4 separate regions of the Mus musculus genome follow, and regions 1, 2 and 3 are each linked to region 4. Evidence: chromatin contacts called from public Hi-C, HiChIP or PLAC-seq and promoter capture Hi-C data. All regions are on one chromosome and are shown on one strand. Each heading gives the region's core, a stretch centred on a gene start, on an enhancer-like site or on the middle of the called end of the contact. The rest is flanking DNA. Distances are from core to core; before and after follow the strand shown. Region 1 overlaps Zmynd8 (zinc finger, MYND-type containing 8). Region 2 has its middle 26 kb from the start of 1810021M19Rik. Region 3 has its middle 8.1 kb from the start of Gm11468. Region 4 holds the start of Trp53rkb (transformation related protein 53 regulating kinase B).

Region 1 (7,315 bases), core at 1,333-3,832, 960 kb after region 4:
ATGGTTTCCAGCCTTCCCAATGCTGTGAGCCTTTGGTACAGTTCCTTTAGCCGTAAAAACGTTTTGCTGCTATCTCCTAACTGTAATTTTGCTGCCGTTATGGATCATAGAGTAAAATTATATTTTCCATTGACCTTAGGGGAGCCGAGACCCACAGGTTGAGAACCACTGGTCTCCAGAGTTGGGCATGGTGAGGTGGAGAGAGCGGTGGCGTGGAGGGTTCGAACAGGCAAGACCGGCTAAGTAAAGGATGGCTCAGGCCTCTCCTTGCCTCTGGAGATAAACACCAGTGGAGCTAAAGCTTGGGGGAGCCCCAGCACACAGTATGGCTCCTGCAGCTTCTTACTTTTGTGTAACTCCACATTTTGTACAAACTTAGCACAGAGTAGGTGGTGACTGTTTCTGCGGTGCCTAAGGAGGTGGACTTTTTGGGTCAGCCAGGACCCAAGCCTTATTCACTCTTTTAGCTTTCAGCTTCGCGCAGGCGCTGTTCAGGCTACACGCCTGCCGGGGGTCCCCTTGCTTGCCTGGCTCATGTCCTATTTTGCTTTCTAATTACTGTGATAAACACCCAGGCCTGCAGCAGCTTGGGGAGGCATGGGTAAATTTCATCTTCTAGCTTATATAGTCCTTTATCCAGGGAACTTAAGACAGGACCTGGAGGAGATCGGCTCACTCCGCCTTGCTTCTCAGGGCCTGCATAGCTTGCTTTGTAAATACACCCAGGACCACCTGCCCAGCAGCGGCTTGGACCCGCCCACAACAGATGTCAATCAAGGAAACGCCCTCCAGCTCTGTCTACAGGCCTGTCCGACGGAGGCTGTTTCTTACTTGAGGTTCCCTCTTCCCAGATGACTCTGCTTGTGCCAGGTTGACGGAAGCCTAATTAATCAGCACAGGGCTGTGCCCTCCCTGCCTCCCTGCGTTCAGGTTACCTTTCAGACTTGAATGTGTGTCTTGCTGCCAAATATAACGCCAACCCTGCCTTTTGTTGTTCTTCTAGAGCAATCCGCACCCTTTGGTCTGGGCAAAACTGAAAGGATTTCCATTCTGGCCAGCGAAAGCTCTGAGGGACAAAGACGGGCAGGTTGACGCCCGTTTCTTTGGACAACATGACAGGTGGGAGCTTAAAACAGGCTGTGCGTGGAACTTTGGAGAATGCCATCACAGAGTGAAGGTGGCGGAGGGGTACTGTGTTGTTCTTAAAAGCGAACTCTACCTTTATTTATTTATTTATTATATGTAAGTACGCTGTAGCTGTCTTCAGCCACTCCAGAAGAGAGCATCAGGTTTCATTACGGGTGGTGGTGAGCCACCATGTGGTCGCTGGGATTTGAACTCAGGACCTTTGGAAGAGCAGTCAGCGCTCTTAACCACTGAGCCATCTCACCAGCCCGAACTCTACCTTTTATCACTAGTGACTACGGCTATTGTTTTTATATATTGTCTTAGCAGCCTGTGACCTTGTTATTGCAAAATGTTTTCTGGTTGTCTGCCAAGCTTGGTGAGGGGGGGCTTCGTCCAGGTGTTTTGGAGGGTTAGCTTCAGGCGTGTTGGGAAAGAACCTCGCCTCCCTGGTTCTCTTGGTTGGATCTGGCTTCAGAAGGAGTTCCGTGGCTCTGTGGCCTGCTGTTTGATGTAGACTTATTTATCCCTTCTGTCTTCCTGGAGTAAATGAACACCTCTGTGCAAACCGCTTTTAAAAGTAATGCTTTCAGGACCCTGAGGTCGTTTCCCAGTTTGCCACTAAACGAAGCTCCTAGCATAAGATGGAGTACCTCCCCTCCTCATCCGCCTTCCTGTGTATCTAAACTGGGAAGTGACAGAGGGGATGATGTTTTGACAGACTCAAACCCTCCCTCCCAGCCTCCCCAGCCTCCCCTTTCCTTCCTGCACAGGCTGAGTGGAGTTATGGAGTCGCTCCAGTAGCTCCCTTTGCTTGGCGCCCCGTCTGCCTGTGAACACCAGGTAGTCAGAGACACCACTTACCATGCAAATTCCCTCGGGATTAAATGAAGCAAAGGTTCCTTGGGAGTATGGCCCCACCCCCGCATCTTGAGAAGATGTAGGAATGCAGTAGGGGTTAAACTCATGTGCCGCACAGAAAATAGATTTTTTTTTTGTGATAATCGGCATCTGAATTAGCATGCTCACTCTGTCACGTGCTTGGCTGATGAATCAAAGCAAAAAAGAAATGAAAAATCTCAATATTAGAGAGATTGAGTTTCTTACAGAAATTCCAGTGGTTCCCCCTGTCAGGAGAATAGGTGAGTTCTTGAGGTAATACTGGCTTTGGCGGGGTGCAGCACAGTTTAATTTTCCCACCACCACTCCCCCGTCTGTGGGGGGAGGGGCTCATGTAGCTTCAACTGGTCTCAACTTGTTTTATGTTGGACTCCTGATCTTCTTTGCCCACATCCTGAGTGCAGAAATTCCAGGCGTACACCTAGACACCTGGTAGTGTGTTGTTGGGGATGGATCCCAGGCTTCCTGTAGGCTAGGCAAGCCCTCTCCCCACCCTGTCCTGGTAGAATTCATCCCGAATGTCAGCATTCCTTCAGTTAAAGGAATGTGCTCCCTCGGGCTCTCTCCCATGGTGCATTGCTTCAGCACGCAGGCAGACACTTGTCCAAGCTAGGCTCCCTGTCTCCCATCTGTAGGAAATGCTTGGTATGAAGGCCCTGGTGGACCTGGCTAGATGGGCAGCGCCCAGTGAAGGGCTGTGTCTGGAGCCTGGGCTGTAATTAGTGGTTTGAACTGGGTGCTCTGGGGAGAGGCAAGTAAGAATTTGCTTTCTGTTTTTAGAGCAGGAGGAGCTGGCGGCTGGCTGTGCCTTAGCCGGCTCCTCGAAGAGCATTTGAGGTGTTCGCCATCTTAATGGGTTAAGACTCTCCTGTGCTAATCTGGTGGGTTGCTTTTAGGCACGGTGGCCCCACTGTGGTTGTGTGAACAGTACCTTAATGCCAACACTTTGGAGGCCTAAGGTATCCCCATCTGAAGGAACTGGGGTGCACACTCTTCCCAGGAGAATTCTTGGTTCTGGGTGAGCCCCCATCTCTCCCCAGACAGGGTTTTTTTTTGTTGTTGTTGTTGTTTGTGATAGCCTTGGTTATGGTAGACTTATGTTTGTTTGCTTGGTTGTTTGGGACAGGATCTCTCTGTGTGGCCCTGGCTAATCTGTGGAATTCCTATATAGACCAGCCTGGCCTCAAACACTCAGAAATTCGCCTGCCTCTGCCCCACCCCCTGTGCTGGACCAAGGGTGTGCGCCACCACACCTGTCCCTAGACAGTCTTAGTCACTCCAGGCGGCCTCATCTGCAGCCTCCTTCGCAGAGATGTGAGGAAAAACGGTGATATGGGGACCCGAGAGTGCCCGACAATAGACTCTTCGATTGGGGGCCCCAAAGTGAGGCGGGTCAGGCTAAGTGACAGCCCAGAGCCCTCTACTGGGAGGTCAAGGTGATCGGTCTGAGTTTGAACCCATAGGGCCTCCAGCAGCGGTCATGGGAGGCTCTGTAGGCTCCCCCTTCAAAGAATTGCCGCTTGGTTTTAGATCTATGTGCCGTGATCTAAAAATATAGGAACTCTTATGCCGAATGAGTGCAAGGCTTAAGGAAAATACCTGGGGTTACAGTCACTTTGTCACCCTTTGTGAAGTGCCTGCTTTTAATGTCAGTCTAACTGATGAGAAAACTGGGCCCAGAGTACAATGGCTTGCCCAAGGTCCCTCTGGGAAAGAGCCTGGCCCCGAGGCTGCTGGGGCTCCTCCCTCAGGCTTTCTGTGTGAATAAATTCTCATTTCTTTTTAAGGACAAAGAGCTTATTCTTGTCTAGGCCCCTTAGGTGACTTGGGAACCTGGGGGGTGGCTGGACAGTTATGACCTTGAAACCATACCAGTGTAGAGTGGGACAAGGAATTTGGGCCTGTGGCCCCTGGCTGAGGGGAGGGTCCTGGTGTTGACTCACAATTGTGGCATTTGCTGTCTTGGTGTTCTCCTAGGTAGGAAATGTCCCCGGGCTGGGGACCCTAGTGATTCTGACCTCTCCCTTCCCTAGCCTGGAGCCCTGTCTCTTGTAGGTATTTTGTTTCTGTTCAACCTCGGTAGGGTCCACCTGACTGGATCTAACGGTCTTCAGGTCCCAGCAGAGAGGTATCCCTAGCACACACAGGGAGGGGGACCGCTCTCCAAGGCCAGCTGCGTGCTTGGGGGTTCTCACGTGCAGCCAGGCTGTGTGCCGAGCTTTGCCTCTTCATTTCTTCCTCAGATGTAGGGGTTCAATGCTAGCTGTTGACATGGTGTAAAATGTTGTAGACGCCGGGTGGTGGCGGCGCACACCTTTAATCCCAGCACTTGGGAGGCAGAGGCAGGTGGATTTCTGAGTTTGAGGCCAGCCTGGTTTATAAAGTGAGTTCCAGGACAGCCAGGGCTACACAGAGAAACCCTGTCTTGAAAAAACCAAAAAACCAAACAAACAAACAAAAAAACAAACAGAAAAAAAAAATGCTGTAGAAGTATCCCTCTGTTCTCTTCAAAGGTCAGGAAGGCTGGGCAGGGCTGGATCCAGTGTTGTAAGTGGGCACTTCAGACATAGCTGCATAGATGGTTCTCTTCTCGGAGCAAGAATCTTCTCTCCCCTGGCTCCCACCACATCCCATGGCTTTATGGAAGGCTTCTGTTGGAGGTCCAGGAAACCCTTAAAGGTCTCCACAGGAAAGTTACAAACTAGGTTGAGGCTGTAGAGGCTGGAGTGCACAATTGGCGAGGTGTTCTGCTGTCCGTTCTCCGCAGGAGTGGTGGTTGGGCTGTTCTCAGACCTTCCCGAGGTCCTGGGGGAAAGTACCAAGTTTCTTTTGGTTTCTGGGTCCTCTGCAAAATGTCCTGGCGGTTGATGGAGGAGGTCCCTGAGGTAGCAAGCTCTGTGGAGAGTGTCCACCCCACAGCCAAAAGCTACTTAGCAGCAAGTGTTCGTTCTGGGTGGTTCTCTTCCCAAGTGTTACACGGGTGTGGCTAGGCAGTGAGGAGGCTGACACGGAAGCATCCTGAGTTGCAAGCTAACCTAGACAACATAGTGAAATTTGTGTCTCCAGTAAAACTGAAAGGTACACCTGCGTGTGCAGCCCAGGAAGATCCAGGAAACGGGACCCTCTTTAGACGTGTCTGTGGAGGACTCTGTTTTCCTTCCCTGGAAACAGCAGCAAACCAAAGGGATTATGGGATTACCTTTCGTATTTATTTGTGTATTTATTTATGTATGTATGTATGTATGTATTTATTTAGGTTTTTTAATACTCATTTTGTTATTCATCCGTGTGTGTGCATGGGAGTGCCACCGCGCATGTGTAGAGGCCAAAGGACAACCTGAGGGAGGTGGCTCTCCCCACCCGGGCTTTGCAGGAGCGGGTCGTCAGGCTTGGCAGCTGCAGCTCCACCCGCTGAGCCATCCATTTTATTTCTAAGCGATTAAGATGGCTGAGTGTGCGGAACCCTTTCACGTCTCTGGCTAAGTTTTGTTGTTAGTTCGAGTTCTATCCTTAATACCTCTGTGAAGTGGATCATTCATTAACCATTCAAAACAAGTCAATTATTTAAAAAGGAGGCCCCATATTTAAGAATCTTGGCAGGCGCCTGCCAGGCTAATTTGGTTTGCATTAAGAAAATTAAAAAAAAAAAAGTAAACTACCTTGGAAATGGCTGAAGCTGACTCAGAGTCTCTCTCTCTCTTTTGCCATCCTAGAGCCTGGGTTCCAGTCAATAATTGCTACCTCATGTCTAAAGAAATCCCCTTTTCTGTGAAAAAGACTAAAAGTATCTTCAACAGCGCCATGCAAGAGATGGAAGTTTACGTGGAGAACATACGGAGGAAGTTTGGGGTTTTTAATTACTCCCCGTTCAGGACGCCCTACACGCCCAACAACCAGTACCAAATGCTGCTGGATCCCAGCAACCCCAGCGCGGGCACAGCCAAGACAGACAAACAGGAGAAGGTGAAGCTTAATTTTGACATGACAGCGTCCCCCAAGATCCTTCTGAGCAAGCCCCTTCTGAGCGGGGGTGCCGGCCGCAGGATCTCCCTGTCCGACATGCCTCGCTCCCCCACCAGTACGAACTCTTCCGTGCACACGGGCTCCGATGTGGAGCAGGACCCCGAGAAGAAGGCCCCGTCCAGCCACTTCAGCGCAAGCGAGGAGTCCATGGACTTCCTTGATAAGAGCACAGGTCAGCCCCAGTTGGGAGAGTTGGGTAGGAGGCCACTTGGTGCATTCTGGCGTCCCTGGATGCCTCCCTCATAGGTGCGAGCCGGCAGGCACCACCAGATCCCACAGATGAGGGAGATAGTCCCCAAGGAAGGCCAGGTGGGGCCATTCTTAGAAGCGGATGGCAATGGCCGGCCACAAACCCTGCAGGGCTCGAGGCCACTGTCAGAGCCTCATGGCTGTTCGCAGCAGTGCCCTTGACTCTTTTCTTCTCATCACGGTGTAGTTGAAAGCTTAGTTTTTTTTTTTTTTTTTTTTTTTTTAAAGATTTATTTATTATTATATGTAAGTACACTGTAGCTGTCTTCAGACACACCAGAAGAGGGAGTCAGATCTTGTTACGGATGGTTGTGAGCCACCATGTGGTTGCTGGGATTTGAACTCTGGACCTTCGGAAGAGCAGTCGGGTGCTCTTACCCACTGAGCCATCTCACCAGCCCCCGAAAGCTTAGTTTTTGATACCTTTGTGTTAGGGTTGACTTAGACGTGAGGAGACTGAGGTGAAAATTGATCCCCCTTGCCTCCTTCAGGGCTGGCTTTTCCAGCTATGTGTCGTAGTTTGGAGACAACAACTGGTCTCTAATTGCAGGACTCCCCATCAGTTGATGTGGCTTTGGGGACATATTTAATGTCTTTATGCCTTAGCCTTCCCACCTCTACCATGGCGACCGTAACTGGCTACGCCGAGCCTCCCCTATGTGTAAGCTCTGTTGAGAGCACAAGGAGTCAGGACCCACAGTAGGACAGGAGCACTGGGGCAGTGTTGACCATGGAATTCTTTTTCCTGGTGATCTCTAAAGTGCTGGCTGCGAGGATCTGAGAAGAGATGCAATGGAGGGGTGACTTAAGGAATGTTCTTGGCAGGAAGATCCTCCCATCTCCCTCTTCCACGGGCTGGGCTTACAGGTGTACCCCACCACAGCTGCCCCATTAAAACCTGCTTGAAGTTAGCACATCGTAAAATAAAGTGTGTTCGTGTGCAAACTCCCCTTTGCTCTCTTGTTCCGCATTTCAAAAAAAAAAAATAGAGCTTTATAGGAATCTAAGAATGGTTGTG
Region 2 (7,241 bases), core at 155-2,654, 880 kb after region 4:
GTTCTTGCATAGGTAGGGTTCAATTCCCAGCAGGCAAATGGTGGCTCACGGCTATCCATAATTCTCCTGCTATGAGATTCAGAGCCCCTTTCTCACTTCCTTGGGCACCAGGCACATATGTAGTACATGGTAAGCACACACATAGGCAAAACATTCACATACATTATAAATAATAATTTTTTTAAAAAGAGCCTACTCAGAGTCTTCCCACAGGAGAGACATGGACCTCCAGCCCCAAAAGATTTGCTTTCCTCCTCTCCCCCACTTCTCTCTCTCTCTCTCTCTCTCTCTCTGTTTTGGTTTTTCAAAACAGGGTTTCTCTGTGTAGCCCTGGCTGTCCTGGAACTCACTCTGTAGACCAGGCTGGTCTCGAACTCAGAAATCTTCCTGCCTCTGCCTCCCGAGTGCTGGGATTAAAAACGTGCATCACCACACCCGGCTCCCCCCACTTCTCTCTTACTGGTCTTTTTAGACAGGGACTTGCTATGTAGCCCAGGCTAGCCTTAGACTCTGAAGTCCTTCTGTCTTAGTCTCCTGAGTGTTGGGATCACAGGTGTTAAGTAGCGTGACTGGTGAATTTTCTTCTCCTTGTGTTTTTGGTTTTTTGTTTTTGTTTTTGTTTTGTTTTGTTTTGTTTGAGACAGGGGTTCCTTATGTAGCCCTGGCTGTTCTGGAACTTACTCTGTAGACCAGGCTGACCTTGAACTCATAGAGATCCACCTGCCTCCCAAGTGCTGGGATTAAAGGCATGCATGCACCACCACAGCCTGGCCCAGGTTTTCTTCTCCTTTTAAATGTGTAGGGAAAGTTTTTATCTCACCATCTTCCGAGCCAAAAATCCAAGATCAGGCGGATGGACATCGGTTCCATTTCTGGAGCCTGGTGGCAAATGGCATCACGGCAGGAGTATGTTCATAAGGGATAATGTGAGAGGCAGGAAGCCAGGGGGTCCAAAGTGGGGAGTCTGTTTTGTTTATTTCTATGTACCCAGGAGCGGGTCTAGCACCCAGCATACCTTAGGCTCACAAAGAACATTTGCACAATGAACTGGTTAAGAAGGCCCAGCTTTCAAAGCAGCAACAGCGTTTAGGAGACTTCTAAACCTGTCAGAACACCTGGAGAGCTTTGGGCCAGACTTCCCCAGCAAACTCCTAAGGAAGGTCGAAAGTGAGAGCCCGGTCAGCCTAGCCTTTCTCGTCCTCGACCCTGAAGTCCCCAAGGCCTGTCCACACCCTTCCTCTGCATTCCACAGCTCTGTGGTTCCCGCCTCCTTTCAACACCCTGCGTTCTGTCCGAGGATGGAATGGGCTGAATAATATTTTCCATGTTCTCAATGAGACACAAGAATGGGCATGACTCAGGCAAGACCCAGCCAGACCTGTCAGGAGCAGAACGCTGATCGGCCACCAGGGGGTGCCATGGGTCCGTAGTCCCTGCTTTCTGGTCTGAGGCGAGTTGGTTGATCCTGGCTGGATACTTTCAACATTTGGGGCCCAGAAGGAAATACATTGCACAGGCTCCCTTTTACTTATAGAAGATCAACGATGAAACCTAAATTCTGGCTACTTTGCCTATATGATTCACTCAGCCCTCGGAACCTGTGTTATCCATTATTAGTAGTAAGTGATATAAGTAACAACTCCATTGGATCACTGGATTGTTGTTGAGTATGTAATCAAGCAGAAACTTGCAGGAAGCAAGGGCTGATCATATCAGGGGCTTTTGATTGCTACAGTAATTAACTTGGAGCAGTGGCACTCAGCTAAGTCCCAGCAGAGCTTGCTGGAAAGAAACTTTCAACTATACCCTAGGCATCCAGACACACCATGCATCAAAGCCAAGACTTAGCCCGTGCTAGGCAAGTGTTCTACAGCCGAATCCAGCCCAGCCCCACCCCAGCCCCCCACTCCCCACCCACCCACTCTTTTTTTTGAGACAGGGCCTCTCTACATAGTCCTGGCTGACCTGGTAAGTTCTATATAGAATACTTACTATATAGAACAGATTGGCCTTGAACTCACAGAGTTCTATCTGCCTCTCTCTGCCTCCTGGGTGCTGGGGTTAAAGATATACGCTACCACACTTGGCTTTTTTATTTTTTACATTTATCTATCTATCTATCTATCTATCTATCTATCTATCTATCTATCTATCTATCTATCTATCTATCTATCTATCTAGTGTTTGTGTGTGTACATGTGTCGTGTCCCATAGCTAGTGTCAGAGGACAATTTGCTGGAGTTGGCTCTCCTCTCTTTCCACCATGTAGGTCTCCGGTATAGCATTCAGGTCGTCAGATGTGGAGGCAAATGACTTCACCCAATGACCATGCAGCCCAGATGTTTGGGCTTTCTTCTCACAGTAGATGAGTTTACAGGCCTGGGCCACCAGTCCTGCCTTGGTCTTAGTGTCCTTTGTTTTATGTGTGTATATACTTGATGTGTGTGCACACACACGTGGAGGTCAGAGGTCAGCATCCAGCGTCTTCCTGAATTGCTCACATCCCCCTTTTATTTGTTTAGTGTGTTTATGTACAGGGATGGGGACATGCGCATGCTACGGGTGTGCACGTGGAGGTCACAGGACGGCCCTCAGAGCCAGTTCTTACCAGCCACTGGGAGCAAGGTCAGCTAAGACACAGTCACAGCCAGTGGGCAAGTTTGCAGGGCAACCTCTGTAGAGACACTGAGATTACAGACACATGTACTACTGCATTTAACTGCGATTCTGACCTCAGATCATCAGCCTTGCCCAGCCTCACCCACTAAGCCATTGCCCTGGCCTGACCTCTTGTGTTTTAAGAGTCTCTCACGGAACCTAAGACTCCCAATGCGGAGCCTCATGCTTGCACAGCAAGCCTCATACTGACCACTCCATCTCTTCGTACCTTTTCGTTTGTTTGTTTTTGTTTGCTTGTTTGTTTTGTTTTGTTTTGGTGGGGCAGGGTTTTGCTATGTAGCCCAGGCTGGTCTAGAACCTGTGTTATGTCAGCTGGACCGACCTCTGACCTGGCCCCACTCCTCTCTTAGCCTTCTGCATCTCATGTTTCAAGACTGCCCTTCTTTTGACTGAGAAACCTGAGGGAAAGGCTGGGGCACCCTTTTTCTCAGGAAGGTGCAACAAGCCTTTTACTTGACTCAGACAGGAGTGTGAATCTGCCTAGAGTGGGGTGCAGCGGTTCCACTGCAGGGGCCCCTAAAAGTGACTCCCCACAATGAGGCAAGTGAGCTTAAAGAGCCATTTCATTTCGTTTCTTTCTTCCTTTCTCTCTTTTTCTTTTTCTTTTCCTTTTTCTTTTTCTCTTTCTTTTTCTCTTTCTTTCTTTCTTTCTTTCCTTTCTTCCTTTCCTTTCTTCCTTTCCTTTCTTCCTTTCCTTTCTTCCTTTCCTTTCTTCCTTTCCTTTCTTCCTTTCCTTTCTTTCCTTTCTTTCCTTTCTTTCCTTTCTTTCCTTTCTTTCCTTTCTTTCCTTTCTTTCCTTTCTTTCCTTTCTTTCCTTTCCTTTCTTCCTTTCCTTTCTTCCTTTCCTTTCTTCCTTTCCTTTCTTCCTTTCCTTTCTTTCTTTCTTTCCTTTCTTTCTTTCTTTCTTTCTTTCTTTCTTTCTTTCTTTCTTTCTTTCTTTCTTTCTTTCTTTGGTTTTTCGAGACAGGGTTTCTCTATATAGCCCTGGCTGTCCTGGAACTCACTCTATAGACCAGGCTGGCCTCGAACTCAGAAATCCGCCTGCCTCTGCCTCCCAAGTGCTGGGATTAAAGGCGTGCACCACTACTGCCCGGCTCGTTCGTTCATTCGTTTTCTCTCTCTCTCTCTTTCTCTCTCTCTCTCTTTCTTTCTCTTTGGGTGTGTTTTGTCTGCATGTATGTCAGGGCATCACATGATTTCCTAGTACTTGTGGAGGTCAGCAGAGGGTGTAGTATACCCTGAAACATGAGTTATGGATGGCTGTGAGCCTCAGGTGCTCAGGTAGGTGCTGGGATCTGAACCCAGGTCCTCTGCAAGAACAGTGCTCCCCCCCTCCCCCCAAGACAGGGTTTCTCTGTGTAGCTTAGAGATCCACCTGCCTGTCTGCCTTTACCTCCTGAGTGCTGGGATTAAAGGCATGGGCTACCATGTCTGGCAATGCTGAGCCAACTCTCCAATCCAATACTGAGCCTCATGACTTGAAGGACATTGGGAGAAGTACAGAAGAGCTGGTGGGTTCTGTCCTCTCCTCGGCGTCTGACTTTGAGGCAGGTCTGTTGCAGGATATCTGATCATACTGTGAACCTCAGGATTGTGTTACTTACTGAAAATACCTGTTTCTACTTACTTGTGGTGTGGCTCAGTCCTTAGCACGTGCCTTTAACCCCAAACAATGAAGGTAGCGTTAGTTTGTAGAAGGAAGCACCCGTGTTTGAAAGTGATATCTTATTGAGAGCCAGACAAGGTGGTAGGATAGGATCTGCCCAACTCTGATGAGAAGAGAGGAAAGAGAGGCTACTGAAGAGAGAGCAGGCAGAGAAAGAAAAAAAAAAGAGGCAGTTTTACTAGGACAGTTATATAGAGAGGAGACAAGCTAGACACAGGTGACAACAGAATGGGCCAACAGAACCATTCAGGAGAGGCTGAGAGAGAACCCAGATTGAAACAGTCATCTTGAAGAGGAGTTTGAGCCAGAACAGCTGAGTTGAACCAGTCAGCCAGAGCTCAGAAAGAACTAGAAAGGGTGCGCTTACTCAGCAGCAAGTCTCAGAGGCTGAAAGCATTCTAGGCCTGGATTAGATTGTATGGAGGCCAGCAGCTTCCAGGACTAGGCCTAGGTTAGCAAGCTGAGGCAGTAAACCCTCTGAGACATCAATTACCTCAGGAGAATAAAAGTTACTATAACATAGGTCATGGAAGAAGTCTCTGGCCCAAGAACTCATTCAGGAGGCCCTGCCCTATACACGGAAAGCCATGTTCCTATGAATGCATTGCTCAAAGGGGCCAGAGGAAGGCACCAGATCTCTCTCTCTCTCTCTCTCTCTCTCTCTCTCTCACACACACACACACACACACACACACACACACACACACACACAGGGAACCGAAGTTACAGGCTCTTATAAATCTCTCAAAGTGGTTGCGGAGAGCCAGTCTCCAGTCCTCTACAAGAGCTGAGCTACTGTGTCAGGTCAATAGTAATAATAATAATAATAATAGGGGGCTGGTGAGATGGCTCAGTGGGTAAGAGCACCCGACTGCTCTTCTGAAGGTCCAGAGTTCAAATCCCAGCAACCACATGGTGGCTCACAACCATCCGTAACAAGATCTGACTCCCTCTTCTGGAGTGTCTGAAGACAGCTACAGTGTACTTACATATAATAATAAATAAATCTTAAAAAAAAATAATAATAACCAAAAGCCTCCTGCAGTGGTTTCTCTGTGTACCCCTAGCTGTCCCAGAGTATATTCTGTAGACTAAGGTGGCCTGGAACTCAGAGATCCACATGCCTCTGCCTCCTAAGTGCTGAGACTAAAGGCCTTTGCCACCACCACCCAGCTTGTTTATTGTGAATTTCTCAAACAGGTCTCATGGAACCCAGACTGACCGCCTAGTCACGATGTATCAAGTATGGAATTCATCTCTTGATCCCTCCTCCCAGGTACAGGTGGGCATACACACACACACACACACACACACACACACGCCTGCAGTGAGTGATTTGTGTTTAATATGAGTACAAAAGAAATCCACCCATATGCTCTTTTTACTATATCTGGCAGTAGACTCATCCTAATGAAATAAAAGTGAAATTGCTATTTAAAGAGAGAGGGGAGCAGGGAGAGGCCAGCTCAGCTTTAGACTGCCCAGAATTGTCACCAGAAAAACCTGTTATTCAAGCAGAAACATCTGCTGGCATAGCCAGTGTCACCCCAGCTGTGAACCAGACTGTAAACACCTGTCCTCACCAGACTTAGGACTTTAAGTGGGTAGCTATCAAACCAGTCTGTCCAGGTAGGGAACTGGTTGGAGTTGGCAGACAGCTTTAAGACACAATAGCTTTGGCTGGGTAGACACAAAAAGACAACAGTCTTTTTTTTTTTTTTTTTTTTTTGGTTTTTTTTTTTTTTTTGGTTTTTTGGTTTTTTGGGTTTTTTGAGACAGGGTTTCTCTGTGTAGCCCTAGTTGTCCTGGAACTCACTCTGTAGACCAGGCTGGCCTCAAACTCAGAAATTCGCCTGCCTCTGCCTCCTGAATGCTGGGATTAAAGGCATAGGCCACCACGCCTGGCAAGGCAACGGTCTTAAAGTGAATCTTTCTTAACCGTATTTGGGACTGAACCCAGGGCTGATGCTTTTGAGGCAGAATGGTCTACCACCTAGCTAGCTTCTCAACCCCTGAGAGGAGACCTTTTTCTTTCTTTTTTTTTTTTTTTTTAATTTTATTTATTTCTTTATTACGTGTAAAGTACACTGTAGCTGTCTTCAGACACTCCAGAAGAGAGAATCAGATCTCGTTACGGATGGTTGTGAGCCACCATGTGGTTGCTGGGATTTGAACTCCTGACCTTCGGAAGAGCAGTCGGGTGCTCTTACACACTGAGCCATCTCACCAGCCCGACCTTTTTCTTTTTTCTTTTATCTTGAGGCAGGGTCTCACATCCAGACTGGCCTCAAACTCACCAAGTAGCTGAGGATAGCCTCGAACTCCTGAACCTACTGCCTCCACTTAAGTGTTGGCATACAGGTGTGCCACCATGCCTGGTTTCTGTGGATCTGCAGCTTTAAAACTGTTTGTTTTAAATATTTTTTCTATGTATATGTGTGAAGGGCAGAGGAGAATTTTAGAAGTCCCATCTCTGCTTCTACCATGAGTCAAAGCCATACAATGCAGGGCCGTGGACTTTGCAGCAAGCCAGGGCAGTCATGTGCTACCTCACTGACCCCGAAAATGTTTGTTTGTGTGTATGTTTGCTTGTTTGTTTTGGGTGGGCTGAAAATGTAGCTCAATACTTCCTGGGCATCGAGACTCTGGGTTCGTTTCGTTCCCCAGTGCTGCATAGAAAAGACAGGTTTTTTTTGGTTCTGTCATATGTGGAACCTGTCTCAGCCTCTGGAGTGGTGGGTTCACAAACGTGGGTGAGGCCTTCTCATGTCACCCTGTGTTTGTTGGTTACCAGGATGTTTGTGTTCATTTCAGGGAGTGCCCGGGTCCTCCTGGCAGCAGAAGTGGTGGTCTCTTGAGAAGGCAGAACCATTAGGCGTTGGGTTGGGCCCGGCTG
Region 3 (7,402 bases), core at 1,073-3,572, 530 kb after region 4:
CCTTGGTAGGCCCTACGCACACACGTTACACAAAACAAACAAACAACCCCAAAACCAAATCCATTCAGGTAAAACACTCACATCACATAACAAAATGCATAAACCTAACGTTAATTTTTTTTTATTTATGAAAATACTCTCTTCCCAAGTGATTCCAGGTTGTGTCAAGTTGAATGTCAAAACTGACCAGAATTCTAGAAGTTAAGCTGTAACTGGTGATACTCAAAATGACCACATTACGCGCACATACACACACACACACACACACACACACACACACACACACACACACACACACACGGTCAGCTTGTCTTTCAGGCTGGCCAGGAAATCCTCTTCTATGCAACCTTCCTGGGTTGCAACTTTAGGGCCACAACAAGGCTCTTGGGTGGTCTTTTGCCTACCCGTGATCATCATGGTAGACTGGGTTGTGCTGGTAACAAGAATGGGTTAGCAGTGGCAGCTACAACAGAAGAGGCAGCCATGGCAGTGATGAGGTCCAGCATCTACCGTGACAAGAAGGTAGTAGAGGGCTCCAAAGGCACCTGGGGGAGAGGTAGTGGAGATAACGGACAACAGTGGATGTTAGAGAAGAAACAAAACGGGGAAACAGCCGAAACGGTGGAAGACAAGATGGCTGCAGAAACGGTAGCTAGAAGAGTTCAGAGAACTGAGGGCTCCTAGCACCCAGGGACTGAAAGTTGTAACACTCACTAAGGTCCCCAGCACCCAGGGCTTGAGCACAACACTGGCCAGTAGTCACTGTCATGAGTCCTGGATCATCGGCCTCTGACATCTAGACCCAGAGTAGAAAGCCTGCAGCTGAGGTTCTGGCCTCTACAACTTGAACTCACAAGCTTTTAGTTCTCAGGATCCCAGCCATAACCTCCCCCCTACCCCCCACACACACACCGCCCATCTTAATCCAGTCATTGGGCCCTTGGTGCCCAGGAGTCTGGAAGCTGCTGTTTGCCTATATTGGAAATTTCAATCTGGGTATAGAAAAGAAACCCCAGCCAGATGGCTGCAAATAAAAACACGGGGCCCTCCAAACCCAAGATGAAAGACTTGAAAGAAACCAACTCAGTATGATCTTGACTTCCCCCTCCGGACCCTGAAGAAATAGATTTCTACTATTTACATCAGCCAGCCTGTGGTGATCTGCTACAGCCGTGGAAAGCTTACGCAGAGCTGGCTTCCTTTTCCCTGGGGTTTTAGTGTCTGGGAGCTACATGGCTTATTTCTCTGCAGCCCATGAGTAAGATGTGCTGTGCTTCTATTTAACCTGAGCTCAGTGTTCGGTCTGAAGCTGGCGACACAGAGCTCCTGTCAAGTGCATTTTCTCCAAAGAGCTTTAAGTGACTTACGAGTTTCCGTTGCATAGAAAGTGAGTGGCCTTCTTAAACGGTGTATATGTGACCACCACCCCCAAGGGTGACCTCAGCCCTTCTTTGAACCCTGCAGAACCTTCCAAGCTTTCTAACTTCCTCCACTCCCCTTAGTTTCCAGTTGCCCAGTCTCCTGCTGCCCCCCTTGCTGATACTCCTAGCCTAGCCTCCTTCACCCTTCTTGTCCTTCTTTCAGTCCTAAGTGTAAGGGCCACAGCAAGTCACATCTGTCTCGGGAGCTCAGCCTCCTGTGATCTTAGGACATTAGCTTGCAGATGCCACTTTTCCAGGCTTCAGTGTTGTAAGGTCATGTGAGCACCCCTAAGCAACTGAGCTCAGCCCAATGAGGTCACTTCTAAGGGAACCTTTGGGGTTCCCATGCAGTACCTAGTGGCTGCATCCATGTAACTCGATACTGGACTCCCAGACAGGTCTCCATCCCTTCCTCTCTGAAATGCTACTGGACACTGGATCAGTGCTTCCTCCTCTGCTGTCCCACTCCAGGGTCAAGGCTTGTACTGGACTCCCTACCTTCTGGGTCACCCTTCATTTCATGGATAGAGTGGTGTCCCCAAAGAACAGCCATGCCACATCCTTTCCTTGCTCGCTGAAGCCTCAGTTTCTGAAGACATTTCCAAATCCTTATGGTCCGTGTTATTAGCCATATGCATGCGCGCACACGCACACACACACACACACACACACACACACACACACACACACACACCACCTTCTCCTGTCACCAGCTCTATCCAGAATGCTCCATTAAGCACGTTGACCGTCTCCTGCTTCCTGAACCTGCAACACCTTTGCCTCATGGACTTGGGCTGCCCCCTGCCTTGTCTTTCTTTCCCAGGCTCCTTCACCTGCTGGGCTCCTCTCTCACTGTAAAATCAGGCTTGACCACACCTCTAGAATCTCACCCAGACCGGCACTGTCTCTACATCCCACACACAGCCCTGAGCTGTTGAGACAGACAACCACACCCTGAGGAGCCATCACCGGACTTTGTTTCCACAAATGAAAGACAACAACAACAAGGTCACTGTCCTGGGACATGGCCTACCCCATGGCAGGTCCCAGCAACTGTTAGACTTATTGGATCATAGAATCTCCCCAGTGGAATCTGGAAACACAGAGGCCCAGCCTCTTAGTCCCCGCACCCCAGCCCCTGATCAGGAATGCTTGACCAAGAAACTGGTTCTGCCCACCCTGTGTCTTCCTATGCCTGTTTCCTTTGCACCAAACTGAAAGTAATTACCAAAGGCAACCATAGCAAATGACGGAACGGGGATCATGCCTGTGTGCCCAGCGAGCAGATTAAGAGCAAAGCCCCGTGTCATCCCAACGCCTGTGAGGCTTGGAAGTGACTTAACCAGCCGAGGCCTTAGGGCCAATGCTATGAGCTCAGGGCTTTCTCGCCTGGCAAGGAACCAGCAGGGGCTGTGCTATGCATCAGCCAGAGAAGACATGCCTCTTACGGGTTGTCATTGGGCATTGGCGTATCTGGAAAGTATTGTTATTGCTGAGAGGAACAGGGAGTTGTCCTACATTGTCAGATCTGCTAAACTGCCCTAGATCTATCCTCTTGAAACTGGAGTGTGGGGACTTGTATCCCAGCTCTAGGGAGGGTAATGGGTCCCTTGAGGACCCCTGTGCCTGATAGGAGCTGATCTGCCTACACAGCTGCTGAAAGCCAGGCCTGTAGGGGTCTCCTCACACACAGAGACAAGGACTGACCAGATGAGCACAAAGGCCACAGGTGTCACAGTTGTCCTGATGGTGATTATGCCCCCTGGGACTGGCTATCACCTGGTGTACTGGGCTCTGGACCATATTTTGAGCCCTCTGACCTTATACTCCTTCTGGGGTCATCTGGAGCCTCTACCTTTTTGCTGTGTTTCAATCCCTCCACTGATGAGCTCCGGGGACCTGCAGTCAGAATGGTGGGGTCACGGGAGAGAGTTGTGACGGCCATGCAAGGCAGTGAGCTCCCAGAGTCCACTGTATATGTGGACTCTGAGTGGTGTGGTGAAGGTGCTTTCATTCCTCATAAAAGTGTGGGTTTTGTCACAGGACAGTGTCACAGGGGCAGTTGCTCTTCTGCCCACTCTCCTTCAGGCCCTTATGTCTGTCTGTCTGTCATTCTAGTCTCTTGTCCTGGTTAGTTTTTATGTCAATTTGACACAAGCTAGAGTCACCTTACAGGAGGGAGATTCTATTAGGAAAATGACTCCATAGGATCTGGCTGTAGGGTGTCCTCTTAGTGATTGATAGGGAAGGGCCAGTCCATTGCGGATAGTACCATTCCTGGGTTGGTAGTCTTGGGTTCAATAAGAAAGCAGGCTGAGCAAGCCACGAGGAGCAAGCCAGTAAGCAGCACCCCTCCATGGCTTCTGCATCGCCTTCTGCCTCCAGGTTCCTGCCCTGCTTGAATTTCTGCCCTCATTGCTTTGTTGATGATCTCTTACATGGAACTGTGAGTGAAATAAGCCCTTTCTTCCCGAGGTTGCTTTGGTCGTGGGGTTTTGTCACAGCAATGTAACCTGAAGGTTCCTCTCGAGCTCTCAAATGCATGCAGCAGCTTTCAGGGCCAGATCAGCACGGCTAATGAGTGCCCTGGGGTGGAACACAGCCCAGCCTGGCTCAGGGACTTTCCTGCCTGGAAGCAATGGGGAAGAAGACCTCTGTTAGCCCAGCTATGAGCTGCTGGGTAACAGATCCAATGTGCTTCCTGCTAAGCATAGAACAAAGAGTTACAAAGCAAAAATGCTCAAAGGGGCTCGCTGTTCCCGGAGCGCTGTGGTTAAGAAGTCAAATGGAGTGTAATGAGGTGGTTCATCTGCACCTCAGTGCCTGGTACCTCTTAGTCCTCACCTGGACGCATCTTTGTTCAATCTGCACCCGCAGGTAGCAGCCAGCTGGAACCTCAGCTCAGGCTGTTGCCAGGACAACCACATGGGGTTTCTTCCTATGGCCTGGGTTGGCCTCCTTACTCCATGAGGGCTTGGGGACTGGGGCCTCTGACATGCCAGCTCGGGCTCCCAAAGCCAGTCTCCAAGGATGAATCAATAGCCTTTTCTGATCTGTCCTCAGACAGTACGGTGATGTCATTGTCACCTCTGTGGTTTCCAGTGAGTCACACACCTGCACGGAGCTAAGAACACACTGACCTACTTCTCAACAGCAGGAACGTTAAGGTCATGGGCCGGTGAGATGACATGTTATTAGAGCCCTGGGTGATGGATGGTCTTAATCGTCGCCTTGACGGGATGAAGAAATGTCCTGGACTGGTTGAGCGCCACACACCTCTGTGTGTCTGAGAGAGAACTGTCGTGTGCAACAGTGACTAGGGTAGAAAGATCCACCCTGAACGTGTGCCATGCCATCCAATGGTCTGGTAGCCTAGATGGAAGGAAGTTGGAAGAAGGTAGTGTGTGTGTGTGTGTGTGTGTGTGTGTGTGTGTGTGTATCCCCTTTTCTGAACATGGGTGTAGCTGTCACCACTGTCTGCTGTCATTGGATGCTGGTTCTTTGGCCTTCATGACAGATTCACTGACCTGCTACTATTATGGCACCCAGTGTCTCTAATTGAACCATTTCAGCATTCTCTGCCTCTCCCAAAGGCTCACAGCCAGTTTTGGACTAGCCTGCCCTATTGTGTAAGGCAGTGCAATAAATTCTCCTTTATAATACATATTCAATTGATTCTGCTTCTCTAGAGAACCCTAATACACCATCTTTGGATGACAGACTGCTACAGCTGGTGCTTACAGAACGAGCCTTTCTCTCGATGAAGCCAGCTTAGAGGGAAGCAGAGGCTGAGACAAAGAGAGACTTAACTACATTGTGTGAATACCTAGACCCGCTCATGCCTGCAGTCAGGTACTTTGGGCTCTGTTCTTGCATGAGCCAATGATCTTCTCTTTTTAATCTCAAGAGCAGAGTTTCTACCATTTGCAACTCCTGACTGGTAGAGAGAGACGAAGCAAGAGGATGCTCCTTAAAACTGGAAGGCTCAAGTGTGAATCTTGGGCCCCCCTCCCTCTTCAAGCTGGTTAGGCTTGGACGTAAGTGTTCTCTGACCTCGCTTGCTGAATCAGCAGAGGCTTCAAAACCAAGTGCAGAGGGAGGCAGAGGTGCTGTGCTTTCAATGTGAGGGAAAAGTTGGATAGTTTGAACTCATGGAAACCCAGAGCTCTCTGTTCATTAAAGACACCATTACAAAAGTAGAAGAGATGGAAACACAAGTCTCAGGTGGGAGAAAGTCACTACTCACCACAACATGGTATTACTTCCCTATCAGAGTGATAAATCACATAACCGAGGCGACATATAGAAGAGGAGTATTGTTGGGGTGTCCAGTTCCAGAGAGAGACAGTCTATGATGCTGGAACAAAGAAATGTTGGCAGGGTCAGGAAGCTAGGGGCTTACACCCTGGACCATAAGCACAAAGCATCAAGAGTGAATTAGAAGTGGCAAGTCTTTAAGCTCCCTAGGACCACCTCAAGTGACACACTTCCTCCAAGAAGGCCATACCACCTAAGCCTCCCCAATCAGCAGCATCCACCAGGGACCAAGCCTTCAAATGCCTGAGGCAGCAGGGGACAACTCCTTCAAGTCACCACAGCACTCTACCCAGTGCAGAGCACGTTTAGGTGAGGGCCCTACCTGACATTCCTTGGGAGCCTTGGTGGACAAGCTTCCGAGAGGGATTCCGACTCACTCGGGGTCTGGGGGGGGGGGGATGGCTCAGTGGTTAGAGCACTTGGTGCTTCTATAGAGGACCCAGACTCGGTTCCCAGCACCCACAGCAGGTGGCTCACCACTGCTTATAACTTCCGTTCCACGGGATCTGATGTCCCATTCTGGCTTCCACAGGCACCTGCATGCAAACTCATGAATGCACATATGCACAAAAATAAAAAATAAAGTAAGACTTATTCTAGAGTCCAAAGAAAATGTTCTTCTCTTTCCTTCCCCGCCACTCCACTGTGTGTGTGTGCGTGCGTGTGCGTGTGCGTGTGTGTGTGTGTGTGTGTGTGTGTGTGTGTGGTGGGATGTGGGGGTCCTTAGGGTAAAGAAAGAAACAAATGAGGAACGTTACTGTTTACAGTGGAGGACATGGGTACCAACAGCCAATTTGTTTCAAATTCAAAAGTGTCTGGAACAACAACAAAATCCTACCAGACCCTGTACCCAGGGCATCTAAATTCCCTGACATCTCCCTCTGAAACTTGTTATCCGGGGCCTGAGGGTGGTGTTCGGGAGTCACTGGTACCCAATATAGAACTTCTAAATGTGACCTTTCTCGTCCACATGGGCATGCCGTTTATGTGGTCCTGTTTTCAAGAGTTTCACTGTAATTCCACTGCCTGGTGGGGTGGTTAGTGGGTGATACTCTGCCAGTTCTCACACTCCTTGCCTGGAAAAGAGGATGAATGAACTCGGAGTCCATGAGAAGAGGTGACTCCACTCACCCCACCCCTGCAAATTCTCCCATCTTGGTTCCAAGCTTGGTTCTGTAAGTCCCAAAGGCTGAATTCCCCTTGGTACCCAGGGACATCAGCAGTCACAGCCGCCACTCTGGAAGCCCCTGGGAGGCAGGCGAGTGGGTATACTTTGCACTCAGGGGTCCTTACTCTTCCTTTGTCACCTCTTAACTAAGGACAGAACTCGTGTGAGTGTCAGCAAGTGCTCTCCCACTTGGGTACGAGCCATATTTCCAAGCCTCTTTAGCTTTTCCTTTTGAGGCAGGGTCTAAATTCCCCAGGAACTTGGCCTTGCACCTGACCTGTGGTCCTGACTGTCCTGAGTTTGAGGTGTGCCACCTCAGCCTCTGAGAAGGCTCAGGGGGTTCAAGTCTGTTGCACCACACCCAGCTAACTTGGGGCTGCTTCCTCGAATCCTCGACTTCTGGTGGCTCATGCTGCCTTTGCATCCTTGGGGGTATCCAGTGACATCTTAACACACCCATGTCAGCCTGTGCTTCGGAGGAAGGTCGATGTGGATC
Region 4 (7,154 bases), core at 657-3,156:
GTCCTGAGACAAAGCTCAGCCCAAAGTCGATGAGCACGATGTGCAGCTGCGCCAGGGGCCGCCTCAGGAGCATGTTGGAGGTGGTGAGGTCCCCGTGAATGAGGTCTTGGTCGTGCATTCCGGCCAGAACCTGCCCCATCCTCCTGGCCAGGTCCAAGAGGCACTGGGGGTCCTTTTCAGTCTCCATAGTGGATTGGATATAATCCCGAACAGTCACCGAGTCTTCGATTTCTTCCATATATAAGCAGTTAGACGCATAGTCCACAAAGAAGACGACTGGGGCAGCTATCCCTGCAATGGACACACGTGGTTAGGGAGCGCATCTTCATGAAGGCCGGCTTCATGCACAGGCAGACAGTTTCTCAGCCTAAACCTGCTTTGGAACAGGGTTTAGACTACTGTGGAAAATGATACAATTTATCCAGAGCTTGCCCTGTTAAAGCCCTGCAGGACTACGGCCTGAGACCAGGCCAGGGTAAGTCTGGAAGTATCAAGGCTTGCTCCTCCTTTCTCAAGCCACCTGAGGACTGGAATTCATTGCTGCTCCCTAAAAACAAACAAAACAAGAAGCCAGAAGGAAAGCATCCTGCAGTCTGAGCAGTTTCTACCTGACAGTCACCAGGCAAGTGGCTAAGCAGGGTGTCACCTTACAGGCTCATCTGTGTTCTGGAACAGGCAGGTTCAAATCCCTTATTAGGCGTGAAACCTCAAGGTTCCCTTAGCTACTCTATGCCTCGGTCTCCACAACTGTAAAGTGGTAACAAAACCTCCAGTTAACGCCAGGAGTCTCTCCTGAATGTCAACCAGGTTCAGAACAGTTTCCTAGAAACTGGGGTACCAAGGTAGCCCCCACCCCTGTCTGGTAAAACTTACAAAAGGTAAAGGAGAATATATGAACACTTCTTTATAATTCCATTGCCCCTCTAGGGCAGAAAAGCACAGGCCTGTTCACTGCTGCGTTTCCCAGTCTCCTGGCACCTATCAACCACTAAGGAGAAAAGAACAGAGGTGTAAAAGCAGAGGCCACAGTTCTGGGCCACCAAGTCAGGCGGCCTGGTGGCTGTGAAACTTCTGGCCCTTTCCCCGTTTGTGTCTCAGTTTCTCAAGAGGACAAAACTTTTCCGTGGGGCTAGCAAATGGGTGTTAAAAATAGATGGGAGTTGTGCTAATCAGATCTCTGAGTTATAGATCTGCCTGGTCTACATAGTGAGATTCACGAAAGCCACAGCTACAATGAGACCCCCGTCTGGAAAAAAACAAAACCAAACAAACAAAACACGATTTCATGAAGTCTGACATTTATTGGATGTCATGCCAACATACACGTTTGTATAGGCCACTCACAACATCCCCGAGATGCGAACTCGACTATGACTTCCGATTAGAACTCGGGAAATTTAGGCAAGGCAACTCACAGAAGGGTATAATCTGAATTCAGAAAGCTAGCTCCAGACGCGCGCCTGGCAGGACAGATGCTTAAAACTACCCAGGGCGTTGTTATTTGGTCCGGACCCCCGGAACTCGGAGCCCGGTCTCTCCCGTCCCACCGGTCTCCCGCAGCCCTGTCTGTCCCGTCTCCCGGAGCCCCGTCCGGCCCCCCTCACCCGCACGGCGGCAGCGGAGCAGCGCGCGCGCCTCCTGCACCGTCCGCCGACGGCCGAGCCGCGCCTCCAGCTCCGGGTGCCGGTAACTCTTCGGGAAGCGGTGCTTCACCACGGCCGCGCGGCCCTGGAAGCGGCCACGGAAAACGCGCGCCTCGGCGCCCTGCTGCACCAGCTCTAGGCCGCTCAGGAAGAGGCGGCTCCGCTCGCGCGCCGCGGCCAGCGCCTCGGCCTCCGCCTCCGAGGACACACCAGCCATGCCTCCGACTCCTTCCGACCCTGACCGCGCCGCTTCCGCTCGCTTCGGAAATCCTCCGGCCTCTTCCGCCATGAACACCGCTCCCACAACACACTTCACCCTGCTAGTGTGGTTCCGCCTCGCGACCTTTCCGCGCTCAGCGGAGCCTCTCGGACCTGTAGACTTGGCCCTTCCCTGTAGACTTGGTTCCTGTCTGTATCCGTGTGCGCTCGGCAACTTTTAGTCAACAGCTTCTCTCTCTCTCTCTCTCTAGCTCTCTCAGGAAACTCGTTGGCGATGCTGTTGGGGATACTCTGCTCCTTTCTACTAGCATAGAAAAATCCTTTACTTTTTAAAGACCGGATCTCACTGTGTATCTCAGGTTAGCTTTGAACTTGTGATCCTCACACATTAACCGATGGAAACGTACTATGTAATCCAAGAGGGAAGGACAGACAGACTAGGCAAAGCTTTCTACCTGGTGATGCCAACCGATGTCAGCAGCCCACACCATCCCTTTGAGTTCCGGTTTCCTATTCTTCAGAATGAGGCTGCCTGGTTCTTCTGGGGTTGGGGCTTATCAGAATTTAACAAGAGCCTGATTACAAGATGCCGGTGGACAGAGGCCCTCTTCGCATGACTTCTGTGTAGGATAAAGGGCCAAAGAAAAAACACCTTGACCTTAACTAGACCTCAAGCCTAAAACCAGGGCCAAGAACAGAAATGCATCAATCACTGAATTGGCCCCAGAAACCCACCAATTCCTGAGCTGTTCCAAGCTCAGGAGTTGAAATCCCAGCAATCCTCACCCTGGAAATCTTTACCGGGAAAGCTCCCGCCATTCCCAAGAAACTCCATATAAACCCTGTCTGCTGCTCAGTTCGCTGCTGCTTCCGGCTTGAGCAGAGGCAGCCACCCTCCCAATAAATCTCTTGTGTGAGGTTTGTTGTGCAGTGTAACTTTGTGGTATTCCTTGACTCCCGATAGCCAGGATACCTCTCAGAGTAGCTTTGCTGAGGAACAGCTGTAACTTGGACTGGGGAAAACTTCCCAGACAGCAGCCGCCACAGCAGAGCTGTAACACTTCTATAGGGGAAGCCTTTCCCTTTAGAGCTGCAACACTCACACTCTGCCCTTCTTATTCCTGGAACAGAAGAGAAGCCCTTGGATCCCGGGTTGCTATGGCACCAGCATCTTGGCTCTGTGGTCCCTGGGTTTCGTTCATATTCATGACAGGTTCCTTTTCATCATCAGACCCTTTGTGTGGCAGGATGTGTTCTCCAGCAAAACACACCCAGAACCCGTTCCGTTTACATCCCCCAGTGCTCAAGTCTGTAGCTTCATTATCATAATTGTTTGTGTCCACACAGCCGTCTCTATGGTAACCAAACCCATCTGAACCCTTGCCTTAGAAATCTACTGTGCAAAGGTGCTGACCAGAGCCAGGCTTGCTAAGTCAGGCTGAGTTTAGCTCTGTAAACCTGGTTCAAACCTTTCAGTGACTCTGTACTGTGCTAAGAATTCAGACCTAAAACTTCATCAGCCCATATGGCCCTGCAGGGACCTCCTGCAACTCTTATAGATCCTTCTCTCACCAAACTATCTCCTATTCTCTGCAGAGCTGGGACAGAATGTTTGAGTATTGGATTCAGTATAATGAGAGAGCTGGGCCAAGGTCCTAGTACAGTGATGAACAGGGTGGGCATTTTGTACTATTCACAACTGCGGCGGCGGCAGCATATGGCATACTAAAACCAGGAGAATTATGTGAGACACAGCTCCATGGAAGCCCATGGAACGCCATCTTAATTTATAACCCAATGCTTCTCAAGTTCTTCCTCTTTGCCAGCTCTCACCCCAACAGGCTTTACCTTCTCAGGAGCTGGCACTTGCTGTCTGCTGCCCAGCAGGGGGCGACTCTCCTGCATCATTAGGTGCTGTGCTGGCCATTGGTAGATTTTGTGGCCCTCTTTTTGTGGTGCCTATTTGTTATGCAGCAACTTTGTGACAGAAGCTGACTATTACAAACAAGTACAGAGAAAGACATGTACCTAAATATTTGTACACATACAAACAGAAATATATACACAAACACACAAACAAATGCAAATACACAAGCACAAATAAATACACAAACACATAAGTAAATGCAAATAGCACATAAAACAGTCATATATATATACACGTGACAGTCACGGTTACACAGAAAAAAAAACTTGTCTCAAACCCCCCCAAAACAAAAATTAAAATTAACAAACAACAACAAAAAACCCAACCAAAACCCTGTCTCAAAAAAGGAAAAAAAAATCACATAACATACATAAACAAGGCACACAAAATCATTTATGGATACATAAATACACACAAATACACACAAACACACATAAATACAAAATACAAATACACACAAACACACATAAATGTCAGAGAGAAGCTAAAAACTAGCAGGTGATCTTCTGAGATGGTTCTGCCATGGACTATCAAAGTTAATGACAGATCTGCTTTTCTAGGTAAGCCAAGAAGATTACACTTTAGGAAAGATTTCTGCTGTTAATATGCGTTTCCTGTTATTATTAAATTTATATAACAATCACTACACATTAGCTCACCCTTTTGAGCAGATCTCTGCAGAACAACAATGCACGGTCTTGTAGTGATGTTATATAGACACATAGATGACTTCTTAATTCTTAATGATGATCCTGAAAGAATTCCTAAAATTATATCAGTGATTATTAACATCTTTTACAATAGGACTGCTATTAAGTTCTCTCTGATAATCAAAACTTCAATGAGAACTCTACCAGTCTTGAGTTAATTGCTTCTGAGATAGCAAACACTCATCTACAACTCAGAGCACATTCTAAGAGGTTGTAAAACAATTAACCAAAGGTCATAAAAAGGAAACTAATGATTTACTATAGGTGCAAGGACAGAAGATAAAATATTGACTGGAGCCGGGCAATGGTGGCACACACCTTTAATCCCAGCACTTGGGAGACAGAGGCAGGCGGATTTCTGAGTTCGAGGTCAGCCTGGTCTACAGAGTGAGTTCCAGGACAGCCAGGGCTACACAAAGAAACTCTGTCTCAAAAAAAAAATATATATATATATATATTGACTGGGTTTATCCATATGTAACTTACTAATTCACAAAAAATAACCTGCAGAGCTAGTGACAGATGATGAATGTTAATGGTCATGCATGTAAAATTTCTCTGTTGTAAACTTCTTATTCAATTTATGATTTGAATTTATGTGCAAACTTGTGATGAACTTTTTACCATGTGATCATGTATTCTGAAAAATGGATAAATGCTGAGGACAAAGAGAGACAGGATCCCCTTTTCCTTAGAGAAATGAAAATTTTTTTAGAGAGAAGAACCTTTTAGAAGGACTTTCTTAGAGAACTTTTATAGAAAACTTTTTAGAGAGAACTTAGAAATAAAGATTAAAATCACTTTTCAAAGTGTCCCCCTTCTCTTCCTGCAACTTCACCTAGCAAGCGGGAAGATAGAGCCTTGCAGTTCCTTAGTGATAGAACAAAGGCCAGTTTACTTAATCCCCTGCTGTTCTAGGATAAGGTTTCTGGCCTCAGGAACTCAGGCAGTCAGCTACAGCAGCAAAGTGACTTAGATTTAAGACAGATAAACATCTTATTATTAAACTGTAACCCAACCTTAAATATCTCACAAGACCAAGTCTTGCACCTGCTGATGGTCTTCCAGCTCTGCTACCTCAAGAGAGAATCAAGATAAAATAAGAATTGCCAACCTGGCCCCTGGCACATAAAATAAAAAACATACACAGTCACACAGAATCACAACACACACATAAACACAACACACACAATCACAAAACTTACAAACGAGAAACACACAAACACATGCATAAATACAACAAATGAAAACTACATACAAACACACAAATATGTAAACACAAATTAACACAAAACACAAGCACGCACAGAAACACAGAAATACATAGACACCAACACAGGCATACAGTAATATACTAACACAAAAATCAAACACACATATACACCATCATATACAGAAACACAAACAAAAAAGCATTCATACAATCACAGACACAAAAATACATACAGGCAGACACACACAAACAGACAAAGGCTCCACAAAAATATTCACAAACACATAGAAAACATAGAACATTCAAATTCAAAACACACACTCACAAACAACACAAACACACAGAGAAAGCACACAAGCACATTCATCATACACATTAACACATACACAAATACACAAGACAGCCGGGCAGTGGTGGCGCACGCCTTTAATCCCAGAACTTGGGAGGTAGAGGCAGGTGGATTTTAAGTTCGAGGACAGCCTGGTCTACAGAGTGAGTTCCAGGACAGCCAGAGCTATACAGAGAAGCCCTGTCTCAAAAAAACAAACCAAAAAAAAAAAAAAAAAAAAAAAAAAAAAACCCAAATACACAAGACAGTCATATACTCATAAACACAAACATAGATATTCCCAAGAATACATAGAAATATATACAAACACAAAATACAAGGTCCAACACACATAAATTCCCATGCAAAGAAACACATACACACAGAACACACAGATATATTTATATACAAGAACATATACTTGGCAAGTGGAAGCTCTCCAGCTCTCCTTGTTGTAAACTTGGTTTAATGCTTGCATTATTGGTTCCCAAAATTGCATGAGAATATTCCATGTAAGGTGCTAAGTGCCTCTGCCCCAACTCGGCTTTGGTTGGCAAATAAATTTACTGGTGGTCAATAGCTGGGCAGGGAGACAGAGGCGGGACTTCAGGATTAGAGGACAAGGGCACCTAGGAAGAAGGAGAATCACCATTGTCAGGAGAGAAAGAAGATCCAGGCTTGAGAGCTGCAGAAGGGAAAGCATACAATCATGTCAGAGCTGGAGGAGAGGGACCCCAGCACCCACCACCCCCAACTGGCCCTAAGGTAGCAAAGGTGGAATATAGATTTTAATAAGTAATAACTCAGGAGTTTTGGAGGGGAGGTGTTAGCAGTGTAGAAATTGGGGAGTGGCCTAACCATTAAGCTGATTGAGATGTTAAATATAAGGCTTTCTCTCTCTCTCTCTCTCTCTGTGTGTGTGTGTGTGTGTGTGTGTGTGTGTGTCTGTCTGTCTGTCTGTCTGTCTTTCTTTCGTTTGAGAATCCAAAGCATTGGGGCCGGTAGCGAGGAATGTGCGCAGCTGCCGCTGCCAGGGAGAGAGCCCATGTTAATCAACTACAGCTACAGTCCCCAGTTCAAGTAAATTGTGTAAATTAAACTCAAAGGTGCCTCC

What was found. Promoter capture Hi-C pulls out the DNA fragments that hold promoters and counts their contacts. A called contact is a pair of places that touch in the nucleus more often than the background predicts. HiChIP or PLAC-seq counts read pairs in DNA pulled down with a chosen protein or histone mark.
Region 1: a contact with region 4 is called in a promoter capture Hi-C map of embryonic stem cells, with 2.4 times the contacts expected there. The contact joins the enhancer-like site here to the promoter of Trp53rkb in region 4. A contact is called at or near these places in 7 of 39 promoter capture datasets (the 3T3-L1 cell line, embryonic stem cells, hippocampal neurons and 3 more), 3 of 115 datasets of contacts at active chromatin or transcription factors (embryonic forebrain, embryonic stem cells and large pre-B cells) and 1 of 9 other capture datasets (adipose tissue).
Region 2: a contact with region 4 is called in a Hi-C map of the G1E-ER4 cell line, with 2.3 times the contacts expected there. The contact joins the enhancer-like site here to the promoter of Trp53rkb in region 4. A contact is called at or near these places in 7 of 39 promoter capture datasets (the 3T3-L1 cell line, the SN4741 cell line, cranial neural crest and 3 more), 2 of 484 Hi-C or Micro-C datasets (both in the G1E-ER4 cell line), 6 of 115 datasets of contacts at active chromatin or transcription factors (embryonic forebrain, embryonic hindbrain, large pre-B cells and 3 more) and 1 of 9 other capture datasets (liver).
Region 3: an H3K4me3 HiChIP or PLAC-seq map of embryonic stem cells shows a contact between it and region 4, with 7 read pairs. The contact joins the enhancer-like site here to the promoter of Trp53rkb in region 4. A contact is called at or near these places in 4 of 39 promoter capture datasets (the 3T3-L1 cell line, embryonic stem cells, hippocampal neurons and 1 more), 3 of 115 datasets of contacts at active chromatin or transcription factors (bone marrow-derived macrophages and embryonic stem cells) and 1 of 9 other capture datasets (liver).

The regions. Positions count from the first base shown.
Region 1 is chr2:165,827,113-165,834,427 of GRCm38.p6, reverse strand. Zmynd8 (zinc finger, MYND-type containing 8) reads left to right here. Exons shown (of 23, transcript NM_001363020.1): 10 at 1,004-1,119; 11 at 5,739-6,220. Among named protein-coding and RNA genes, the nearest start is that of Gm11465, 51 kb to the left of the region's middle. Within about 2 kb of position 2,582, at least 49 of the 459 cell types and tissues checked have an H3K27ac peak or open chromatin away from gene starts, as enhancers often do. A contact at or near this core is called in embryonic stem cells, where this site is marked.
Region 2 is chr2:165,908,579-165,915,819 of GRCm38.p6, reverse strand. No RefSeq gene overlaps it. Among named protein-coding and RNA genes, the nearest start is that of 1810021M19Rik, 26 kb to the right of the region's middle. Within about 2 kb of position 1,404, at least 122 of the 459 cell types and tissues checked have an H3K27ac peak or open chromatin away from gene starts, as enhancers often do. A contact at or near this core is called in the G1E-ER4 cell line and the SN4741 cell line, where this site is marked.
Region 3 is chr2:166,262,076-166,269,477 of GRCm38.p6, reverse strand. No RefSeq gene overlaps it. Among named protein-coding and RNA genes, the nearest start is that of Gm11468, 8.1 kb to the left of the region's middle. Within about 2 kb of position 2,322, at least 6 of the 459 cell types and tissues checked have an H3K27ac peak or open chromatin away from gene starts, as enhancers often do. A contact at or near this core is called in embryonic stem cells, where this site is marked.
Region 4 is chr2:166,788,519-166,795,672 of GRCm38.p6, reverse strand. Trp53rkb (transformation related protein 53 regulating kinase B) reads right to left here and starts at 1,906. Exons shown (of 2, transcript NM_023815.4): 1 at 1,605-1,906; 2 at 1-291. The coding sequence starts at 1,860.